Regions from separate parts of the Mus musculus genome. Here region 2 is linked to region 1. The links are chromatin contacts, called in public Hi-C maps. All regions are on one chromosome and are shown on one strand. Each heading gives the region's core, a stretch centred on a gene start, on an enhancer-like site or on the middle of the called end of the contact. The rest is flanking DNA. Distances are from core to core; before and after follow the strand shown.

Region 1 (4,859 bases), core at 949-3,448:
ACTGACCTGGGACCTGCAGGCTCCTGGGGGATGAGGAGAGGGCAAACTGTACTGTGTTTTAGAACTTAGGTGGCCAGAGCTGGGACTGCCCTGGCTTTTCCTAGTCTGTGTCATCTGTCACTACTGACTTCAGGAAAAGATGTCTTGAAGGAACCCTGTGGTCTGGCCTACGTGTTTGCTTAGTTTTGTGAATAGCTGCTGCTTTTTTTCTCTTCCTGCACTTTATGTGTTGCTGTGCTAGGAGCTGAAAGTGACCTCTCCTCTGCTCTCCCATTGGACTTCTGGGCCCCTTGAGGGCCAGTGTTATCTATTTTGTGTACATTTCTTATTTCCTCAGATGAGTAACACAGATCTAGGGAAGTACTTGATCCATCTCTGTAAAGTTCTTCATACTAAAAAAAGTTGACTTCAGGTTTGCAAAAGATTAGAAATGAGATGCCACGGGGAGGCGGGAAAGGGTAGGTGGGTGGGTGAGGACCCTCAGAGTAGTAGGGGGAGGGGTTTGGGGACTTCCTGAGGGGAAACTGAGAAAGGGATAACATCTGAAATGTAGACAAATAAAATATCCAATAAAAAAATTAGAAAAAGAAATGAGATGCCCTAAATGTACATTTTTGGAAGCAGCACAATACAAATTCCTACTTGGAGGAGAGAAAAGGGGAAAGAACGGTGCTTCTCTAAATTTTGAAGTGATTTCTGGTGGCAAAATTCAACAAAACACCAATGTTGAGCTGAAAAGCACAACACTAATGTAAAATTGTCACCACCCTGAAGTTTCTCAGGATGTGTTTCTGAAGGGGCAGAAAGGACTGCTCTTGCTCTCTAGAGTCTGATTGCTCAGCTCAGCAACAGGAATCTCTGCACGGCTAGAGCTGATACTTGAAAAAGTCAAGTCAACACACATTGACTGAGTGCTCACTGTAATCAATCCAAAGCAACTACTAAATATTTCTGAAATGTCAAATTCTTATTTTCAGAAATTCTTATTTCCTCACTTATGTTCATTAATAACCTTCATACTTCAAAGGGCAAGGATAACAAGAAAAACATGTCAACTTAGTTCTAGTTTTTAAACATTAATGCTTAATATTATGAATTTCAGATAAAACAAAATTTCAATTTAGAAATATGAATACCTTAACTTTTTTTTTCCTTTTAAATCTCCTATTTTGGATATTTGATAAATTTAATAACCAGGAGTCCAGGTACTTGATATGTAAAGCAATTAGTGGTCATTTGAAAACAGTACACTGGCTAAAAGTTAAAAAAAATACCAACAAAAGCATTTAGGTGAACTCTGTCTGCTCAGGAGAGTCCTAAGTGATCCATCTAATGTCAGCAAATTGCTTACTAATGTGTTGACTTAGGGCCACCCTCAAAAGCAAAATGAAAAGCCTGGAATTTATAGCATCTCAATGCATCAGCTGATAAGCTTTTACTGGTTTAATATCCTTCCAGGCTTGCAGCTTGGAGCCACTTCAAGTTAGCAACAGAATGTTTGCCATCTCTATGTGATAAAGGAAGTCAAAGGGATGAACAAACTTCAGGACCATTATGCTGTTTGGTGAGATGGAAATGAAAAAGCTAGAGAAGTCACGGGTTGGGGGTGTGTGAGAGCTGGGCCTTCAAGTCCGGCATCTGACGGATTGTTAGCCTCACCCCTCAAACAATGGTCTGGACTTTAGCTGGAGCAGAGATAACATAGTGCATTTGGAAAGTTTTAATTGCAGCAATAAAAGACTATGCCTCAATTATAGGACAGATGCTAGCAAAGTTTCCAGATAAGGATCAAAGGCATCTAAGGAGTGGCCACTGCACTTTGGGACACACTAGGCTTTCTGTACACACTGCTGGGGAATTAGCACATCAGCTTTCCGACCTTTCTAGGTCCTTTGATCTGAGTTCCCAAGCAAGTAAGTGTATCAAGACTACTGTATCAGCCACACAGGTCCAACACTCCCTTGCTGAATTTTAATCCTGACACTCACCAGTACAAAACCTAACACCTGACCTTTGCAGTTCTTACCACAAAAGTTCAGTGTGCTTAAAAGAACCTGTGTTGTCACACTACACCACTTTGCTCCGCTTCTGTTTTGCTAGCAGCATGCCTACGATATTTTAAATCCAGACCACCTTGGAAAGAGAACGTCTTAGTGTATGAGAACATTGTGTTTGTAGAATTTAGATGGATAAAACCCAAAGAAAAGAGCTTCATTAACTTTCCAAGGAAAAGAAGGGGAAAATGTAGAACCACAATTTGTGTTTTAGCAAGATAGATTATAAACTCAGAATGATCTGAGCTAACCTGATCCAGAGTACTGAAAGCATATTCATCTCAGCATATGGAGCATTCAAGGACAAAGCTCCCAAGTGCATTATTACCCCTTTCTTTTCTATTCATTAGACTTCTTTTTTTCTGATGGGACTTTAGTTGGATCTAGAGTGCCTGTTCTCCAGCAGATTAGAGGCTTTAGCTACATGTCCGCTAAGGTGGTAGAGCATCTGATGAGGTCAGTTTTGTAAGGCAAAGCTGCAGCTCAGCAGTCACACTGGTGCTGCAAAGCTTTTGTTTTTAGTTGCTATTATATGATACTAACATAAATGGTATTTTGTTTTTAAAATGTCTTTAGTTCTGGTTTCCACTGAGGCACAGATCACAGTGGCTGCTCAGAAAGGGACCAGATGCCACTTCCACTTTGCTGACTCACTGGAGCACTGTCTACCCATCTTTGACAGCAGTGAGCCAGATGGATTTCTTGTAGTAACAGACTTTCTTTCTGTCTCTGCCTTTCTTTCTTTCTTTCTTTCTTTCTTTCTTTCTTTCTTTCTTTCTTTCTTTCCTTCCTTCCTTCCTTCCTTCCTTCCTTCCTTCTCTCTCTCTCTCTCTCTCTTTCTTTCTTTCTTTCTTTCTTTCTTTCTTTCTTTCTTTCCCTCCCTCCCTCCCTCTCTCTCTTTCTCTTTCTTTCTTTCTTTCTTTCTTTCTTTCTTTCTTTCTTTCTTTCTTTCTTTCTTTCCCTCCCTCCCTCCCTCTCTCTTTCTCTTTCTTTCTTTCTTTCTTTCTTTCTTTCTTTCTTTCTTTCTTTCTTTCTTTCCCTCCCTCCCTCCCTCCCTCCCTCCCTCCCTCCCTCCCTCTCTCTCTCTCTCTTTCTTTCTTTCTTTCTTTCTTTCTTTTTCCTTCTCTCTTTCCTTCTCTCTTTCCTTTTTCTTTCTCTTTCCTTTCTTTCTTTCTTTCTTTCTTTCTTTCTTTCTTTCTAATGCAAAAGTGAATTTTACTCTTTGTTCATGGTGAAAAGGAGATATATCTTAAATATATGGTAATTTCCAGATTAAAAGAATTGTTACCATCTGCAGATGGTCAATTTGCTACCTCCACATTGTTATTCACACGTCCTATTTACTAAACTCTCCAGTTTCTGACTCAAACCTTCAATCAGATCTCAATACTTAAATTACTAATCTTAAGTTTTGTGCAGTTAAGATGGGCCAGCAGACATGGGAAAAAACATAGGGCCTCCTATCTTCCTAGAACAACTTGGTATTTCTGGAATGCTGCTAACTGTATCACAAAGCTAGTCTCTCACTCAAAGAAGCTTGCTAGAGACATTGTTCACTGTGGCTCTGGAATTTGTTCTCAATGTAGTTACTTCTAGGAAATCTCTAGGCACACTGATTTACCTCAAACTGGACTTGAATTTTAGCAAACAGTTTTGTTTTTGAAGACCATCATAGGTTCAAGCTGCAGGGCCAACTTAAAAAAAAAAATAAACCAATCTTTGATTTAGCTTGGGCTAAATCAAAGAAAGTGAAAATAAGTTTACAAAGACAGTTTCTTTTGTTAAAAGGAGTGCCCTGAAACCTTAACTAGGTAAACACATCTGACCAAGATGGCTTCTGTTTTTCATTAACACAGAAATAGACAGGCAGAAAGTAACTATTTCTCATCCTACAGGTGGGAGCTACACTTTATAATCTGCTATGATTGGCTAATTGGCTTGAGAGAGATGGGAGTTCTGGGAATAAGGGCCTTTGTTGGGCTAACTACCTTTGATTAAAAAAAAAAATTGTTTCTCACATATTAAGGAGCCAGGGCCAGCAGTTACATTTTTATTTTAGATATACTAATGTCCAATTCCTAAAGCATCTTTATTTACCACCTCATGTTAGGGTGTTTTGGGGCAAGAGGATGGCTCAGTGCATGAAGAGCACTTGCTGCTCCAACATGAGGGCCTGGTTTCAATCCCCAACACCAGAGTAAAAAGCTAGACATGGATGCCTATGCTTGCAACTCCAAGAGACAGGTTGATTCCTGAGCCTTGCTGACCAATTAGTCTAACAACCCACACACTCAGGGAGAGACCCTGTCTCAAGGAAAGAAGGTAGAGACCAGTATAACAGGGTATACTTCTGGCTAAACACATAGCCGCACAGACAGACACACACACCATTTATACACATGCACATACCTGAACAAACACACCACAAAGTCATATGCACACTTTTTTTAGCCTTTATAAATTGAAAACATTAAACATTTTTTAAAATTAGATTTTTAAATTTACATTTCAAATATTATCCTCCTTCCTGGTTTCCCCTCCGAAAAACTCCCCCTCCCCTCTCCCTGCTCACCAATCCACCTACTCCCACTTCCTGACCTTGGCATTCCCCTACACTGGGGCATTGAGCCTTCACAGGACCAAGGGCCTCTCTCCTCCCATTGATGACCAACAAGGCCATCCTCTGCTACATACACAGCTGGAGCCATGAGTCTGACCATGTGTACTCTTTGGTTGGTGGTTTAGCCCCTGGGAGCTCTGGGGGTACTGGTTAGTTCATATTGTTGTTCCTCTTATGGGACTGCA
Region 2 (4,859 bases), core at 1,375-3,874, 110 kb before region 1:
CCCACAGTGACACACCCATTCCAACCTGGTCACACCTATTTCAACAAGGCCACACCTTCAGATGGTGCCACTCCCTGGTCCAAGGATATACAAACCATCACAGATATCTTCTTTATTTACATTTCAAATGTTATCCCCTTTCCTGGTTTCCCTTCTGAAAACCCTCCCCCCTCACCACCCCACCTACTCCCACTTCCTTGTCTTGGCATTCCCCTACACTGGGGCATTGAGACTTATAGGACCAAGGGCCTCTCTTCCCATTGATGTCCAACAAGGCCATCCTTTGCTGCATATGCAGCTGGAGCCATGGGTTCCTCCTTGTGTACTCTTTGGTTGGTGGTTTAGTCCCTGGGAGCTCTGGGGGTACTAATTGGTTCATATTGTTGTTCCTCCTATGGGGCTGCAGACCCCTTCAGCTCCTTGGGTTCTCTCTAGCTCCTCCATTGGGGACCTTGTACTCAGTCCAATGGTTGGCAGAGAGCATCCACCTCTGTGTTTGTCAGTCACTGGCAGAGCCTCTCAGGAGACTCCTATCAGGCTCCTGTCAGCAAGCACTTGTTGGCATCCACAATATTTTCTGGGTTTGGTGACTATATATGGAATGGATCCCCAGGTGGGGCAGTCCCTGGATAGTCTTTCCTTCAGTCTCTGCTTCACACTTTGTCTCTGTATCTCCTCCCATGGTGTACTGGCTAGTTTTGTGTCAACTTGACACAGCTGGAGTTATCACAGAGAAAGGAGCTTCAGTTGAGGAAATGCCTCCATGAGATCCAACTGTAAGGCATTTTCTCAATTAGTGATCAAGGGGGAAAGGCCCCTTGTAGGTGGGACTATCCCTGGGCTGGTAGTCTTGGGGGTCTATAAGAGAGCAGGCTGAGCAAGCCAGGGGAAGCAAGCCAGTAATGAACATCCATCCCTCCATGGCCTCTGCATCAGCTTCTGCTTTCTGACCTGCTTGAGTTCCAGTCCTGACTGCCTTGGTGATGAACAGCAGTATGGAAGTTTAAGCTGAATAAACCTTTTCCTCCCCAACTTGCTTCTTGGTCATGATGTTTGTGCAGGAATAGAAACCCTGACTAAGACACATGGGTATTTTGTTTCCTCTTCTAAGAAGGACCAAAGTATCCATACTTTGGTCTTCCTTCTTCTTGAGCTTCATGTCGTCTGTGAATTGTATCTTGGGTATTCTGAGCTATTGGGCTAATATCCACTTACCAGTGAGTGCATATCATGTGTGTTCATTTGTGATTGGGTTACCTCACTTAGGGTGATATTTTACAGTTCCATCCATTTGCCTAAGAATTTCATGAATTCATTGTTTTTAATAGCTGAGTAGTATTCCATTGTGTACATGTACCACATTTTCGGTATCCATTCTTTTGTAGAGGGACATCTGGGTTCTTTTGAGCTTCTGGCTATGATAATGGAGCATGTGTCCTTATTACATGGTGGAACATCTTCTGGGTATATGCCCAGGAGTGGTATAGCTGGGTCCTCAGGTAGTACTTTGTCCAATTTTCTGAGGAACCACCAGACTGATTTCAAGAGTGGTTGTACCAGCTTGCAATCCCACCAACAATGGAGGAGTGTTCCTCTTTCTCCACATTCTTGCCAGCATCTGCTGTAACCTGAGTTTTTGATCTTAGCCATTCTGACTGGTGTGAGGTGGAATCTCAGGGTTGTTTTGATTTACATTTCCCTGATGATTAAGGTTGTTGAACATTTCTTTAGGTGCATCTCAGCCATTCGGTATTCCTTGGTTGAGAATTCTTTGTTTAGCTCTGTACCCCATTTTTTAATAGGATTATTTGGTTCTCTGGAGTCTAATTTTTGAATTCTTTGTATATATTGGATATTAGCCTTCTGTTGGGTGTAGGGTTGGTAAAGATCTTTCCCCAATTTGTTGGTTGCTGTTTTGTCCATACATGGCTTTAAAAATCCTTGTCCTAAGCACATATTTAAGCATGCTTGTCTCTCGAAACCCTTCGCGGGTCACCATGTCCTTTTTCGTCTTTCATGGCACTGAAGTGTTGACTGTTTGGACAGTGCAGTCCACATCATCAGATGCTGGATGCTGGTTCCTGGTCACAAGGGGGTTAACGTTTGTCAGCAGGTAGAGGCCAGGAAGTCGAGTTCAGCAGGTAGTGGCTGTGGTGACCACCATTGCTCTGACTTGGGAAGCTAGGGGATGAATGGGTGTCATAAAAAACCAGTATAAATAATTTGTTTGTTAATGCTAAGGATGGGAAAAGATGGCTGTGGTTTGGAGGTAGAGTGGGGTCCAAGAATTAATGGTGTCCAAGAAGCCTGACTTCGCTGGCACACCAAGAAGAAGGGACCAGGGAAGGGAGATCTGAGGGTTCATTGGGTATTAACATGAGATTACAGGCCTGTGTCTGTCTACGTCTGTCTCTCTGATGTGTTCGTTTGATGACTAAATGAGGTAATTTATGTAAAGGCACAGCTTAGGACTTATTACATTCCCCCCCCCCTTTTTTTTCTGTTTTCAAAACCATTTATATATATATTTTTAGACCTGCAATTTATAAGGAGAATAGTGAGGAGATGGCCCTAAGAAAATAGCAGCTTCACCATAGTAAAAAGACAGATGGCGCTGACAAGATGATTCAGCTTGCTGCCAAGACTGATGACTTAAGGTTAGTCCTCAGAACCATATGGTAGAAGGAGAGAACTGACTCCTGCAAGTTGTCCAGTGGTCCCTCATGTGCCCTGTGCCACAGGCTCTCCCCCCACCCCCAACAAACAAGCAAATAGATATATTCAATTAAAAATAAAAGAGAGATGAAAGAGCCTGAAAGGACACTGAAAGCCCTGGAGACCTTAAGTGTGCTGTTGTGCGTAGCACAGTGATTTAATTAAGATGTGTGTAGTCTGTGAATGCACTTGGCTAATGAGCATGTTGATCGAAAGCACTGGCCAGTCCTGAGTAATGTCAGATTATCAGGTGCTCTAACATTCTAAATTATTTTCTGCACTTTGAAGTAGAGAGTGTAGAAGCAAAACAAGCCAGTTTAAGCATTAGGGGTTGCATCCTTTGACAAAAGCTACTGGAAGGTAAGGTGTGTTACAGAGCCTACAGAAATGGTTTCAGATTAAGTGGTCAATGTTATTTTAAAGTGCATGCATATATATTCAGTTTTAAAATCAGTTACAGGAAAGCTACAAAGGGTGCTAGCATTGTACAATAAATATATATCTCTTCAGTGTCTTGAAATCTGGTATGACATGTGACTCCTGGGGGCTATCTGCACAGGTTCTCAGTGTTTCTCCAGCAGCAGCAGTCTCTGGCTTCTGTGGCTATATTAGAACAGTGAACTATACTATACTATGAGGCTGCTCTTCGTGCTGTGGTTGACTGCAGTCATCACAGTGTTTACAAAGATGGCTGATGAGTATACGTGCTCATGTATGCTCCTGCCTGACTGTTTGCTGATTGACTTCATCAGGCATATCTGTTTCTGACTAATACTGGAGAGAGAGTAGAAACTTTCTTAGTGTAAAGGTACCCAGTGACTTGAGTCATGACAAACTCACAGTCTGCCTAGTTCCATTTCCCTTTCCCCTGTGATACCCTCCTGGGGTGTTTTACTGAGTTTACATCTGGTATATTCTCTAAGTGGCACATGGCTCCCATGCATCTATGGATTCCCCTGGGCAATTGATTTTAAAACAGCTCCTTGCATGTTGTGCAGAGATGTGGAAATTGGCTACTGGCTGCAGGATGAATGCACAGCTTGAATTGAAAATCTAGCGAAGCAGAATTCTCTACTTACAGCTGTGTTAATTCAAATAGGACATTTTAGGCCTAGAGAGCTGGTCACATCTTCTAAGGGCTGTAAGTAGCCTTTCTTACATGGGGGTGAGTTGCTTTTTCTTTAGGACCATCTAGTCACTTTTTTTTTTTAAATGAATTCTCAAGTATAAGAGAACATAGTTTTGAAAAGTGAAAAGTGATTTTTTTTTAATAGTAAGAAGCTTGCTTTTGTTGTAGGGATTTTACTTCCTCGTGTAGTGAGGTTTCTTAGGTGTATACTATTGTGCAGCCATTCACTTGCACTGTCATAGGCATTGGGCGGTGTGTGTTTGAACATGATTTTGTGCTTGGATCTTAATTCAACTTGATTGGAAATGCCCATGTCTGCCCATGAGTTTGTTTTGACCTCAGTCATTCAATGGCATGAGAGAGTTAGTGGTCTGAGGGACTGGAGTCATCTTAGAGGAGAACACAGTGCTGTGACTGTCACTTTTGTTCGTGGCATAGTGCTTTCTTCCTCTTCTGTTCAGAAAAGACCTCTTGGTTATTGATAGTAACTCTGGGTGATGTTTTCTGATTTCATAATGAACTCCAGAGGGCAATGTACTGGCCAGTGTTAAATGAGAGTAATATATCAGATTTATTTTGTATGTTACCATCATATTTTGAATTAAAACCTTATAGAGACAAAATTAACTTAATGAAAGTGGGGAAAATATCTCACCATATGATTGTTTTGTAAGTGTAATGTAAATATGACGACAGATTAATTCATAAAGCCCAGGACTTTTTCTGGTAGCAGATTTATATTGCCCTTTACTTTAATGCCTATCTTTGATTTGAAGTCCTGGCATAAAACTTAACATAATGACAGCAACATCCTGACCAATTATCCAAACCATCCAGCCATCCTAGAGTGTCCAGAACCTCACACATGATCTATAGGATTAAGAGGTTAGCTCCTGTAACTTCAAACAAAGTACTTTCATAATAAAAGTAAAATGCACAAAATCTGAGGTCACTTCCTCTCTTAATTAGTTGCACTGACCAGGTGGAGGCGAAGCACTTTGCTGGGCTCAGGCTG

Evidence for each region. Hi-C and Micro-C count contacts between places; a contact is called where the count stands out from the background.
Region 2: a Hi-C map of the N1E-115 cell line shows a contact between it and region 1, with 6 times the contacts expected there. The contact joins two enhancer-like sites. A contact is called at or near these places in 3 of 39 promoter capture datasets (cranial neural crest, hippocampal neurons and liver), 1 of 484 Hi-C or Micro-C datasets (the N1E-115 cell line) and 1 of 9 other capture datasets (pancreatic islet).

What each region holds. Positions count from the first base shown.
Region 1 is chr5:29,209,135-29,213,993 of GRCm38.p6, reverse strand. All of the region lies in intron 8 of Rnf32 (ring finger protein 32), which reads right to left. Among named protein-coding and RNA genes, the nearest start is that of Rnf32, 16 kb to the right of the region's middle. RefSeq lists an enhancer at 1,190-1,996. Within about 2 kb of position 2,198, at least 25 of the 459 cell types and tissues checked have an H3K27ac peak or open chromatin away from gene starts, as enhancers often do. A contact at or near this core is called in the N1E-115 cell line, where this site is marked.
Region 2 is chr5:29,315,401-29,320,259 of GRCm38.p6, reverse strand. The region is part of intron 5 of Lmbr1 (limb region 1); the gene reads left to right. Among named protein-coding and RNA genes, the nearest start is that of Gm42244, 44 kb to the right of the region's middle. RefSeq lists enhancers at 4,593-4,859, 4,617-4,859, 4,593-4,859, 4,645-4,859, 4,398-4,859 and 1 more. Within about 2 kb of position 2,624, at least 9 of the 459 cell types and tissues checked have an H3K27ac peak or open chromatin away from gene starts, as enhancers often do. A contact at or near this core is called in the N1E-115 cell line, where this site is marked.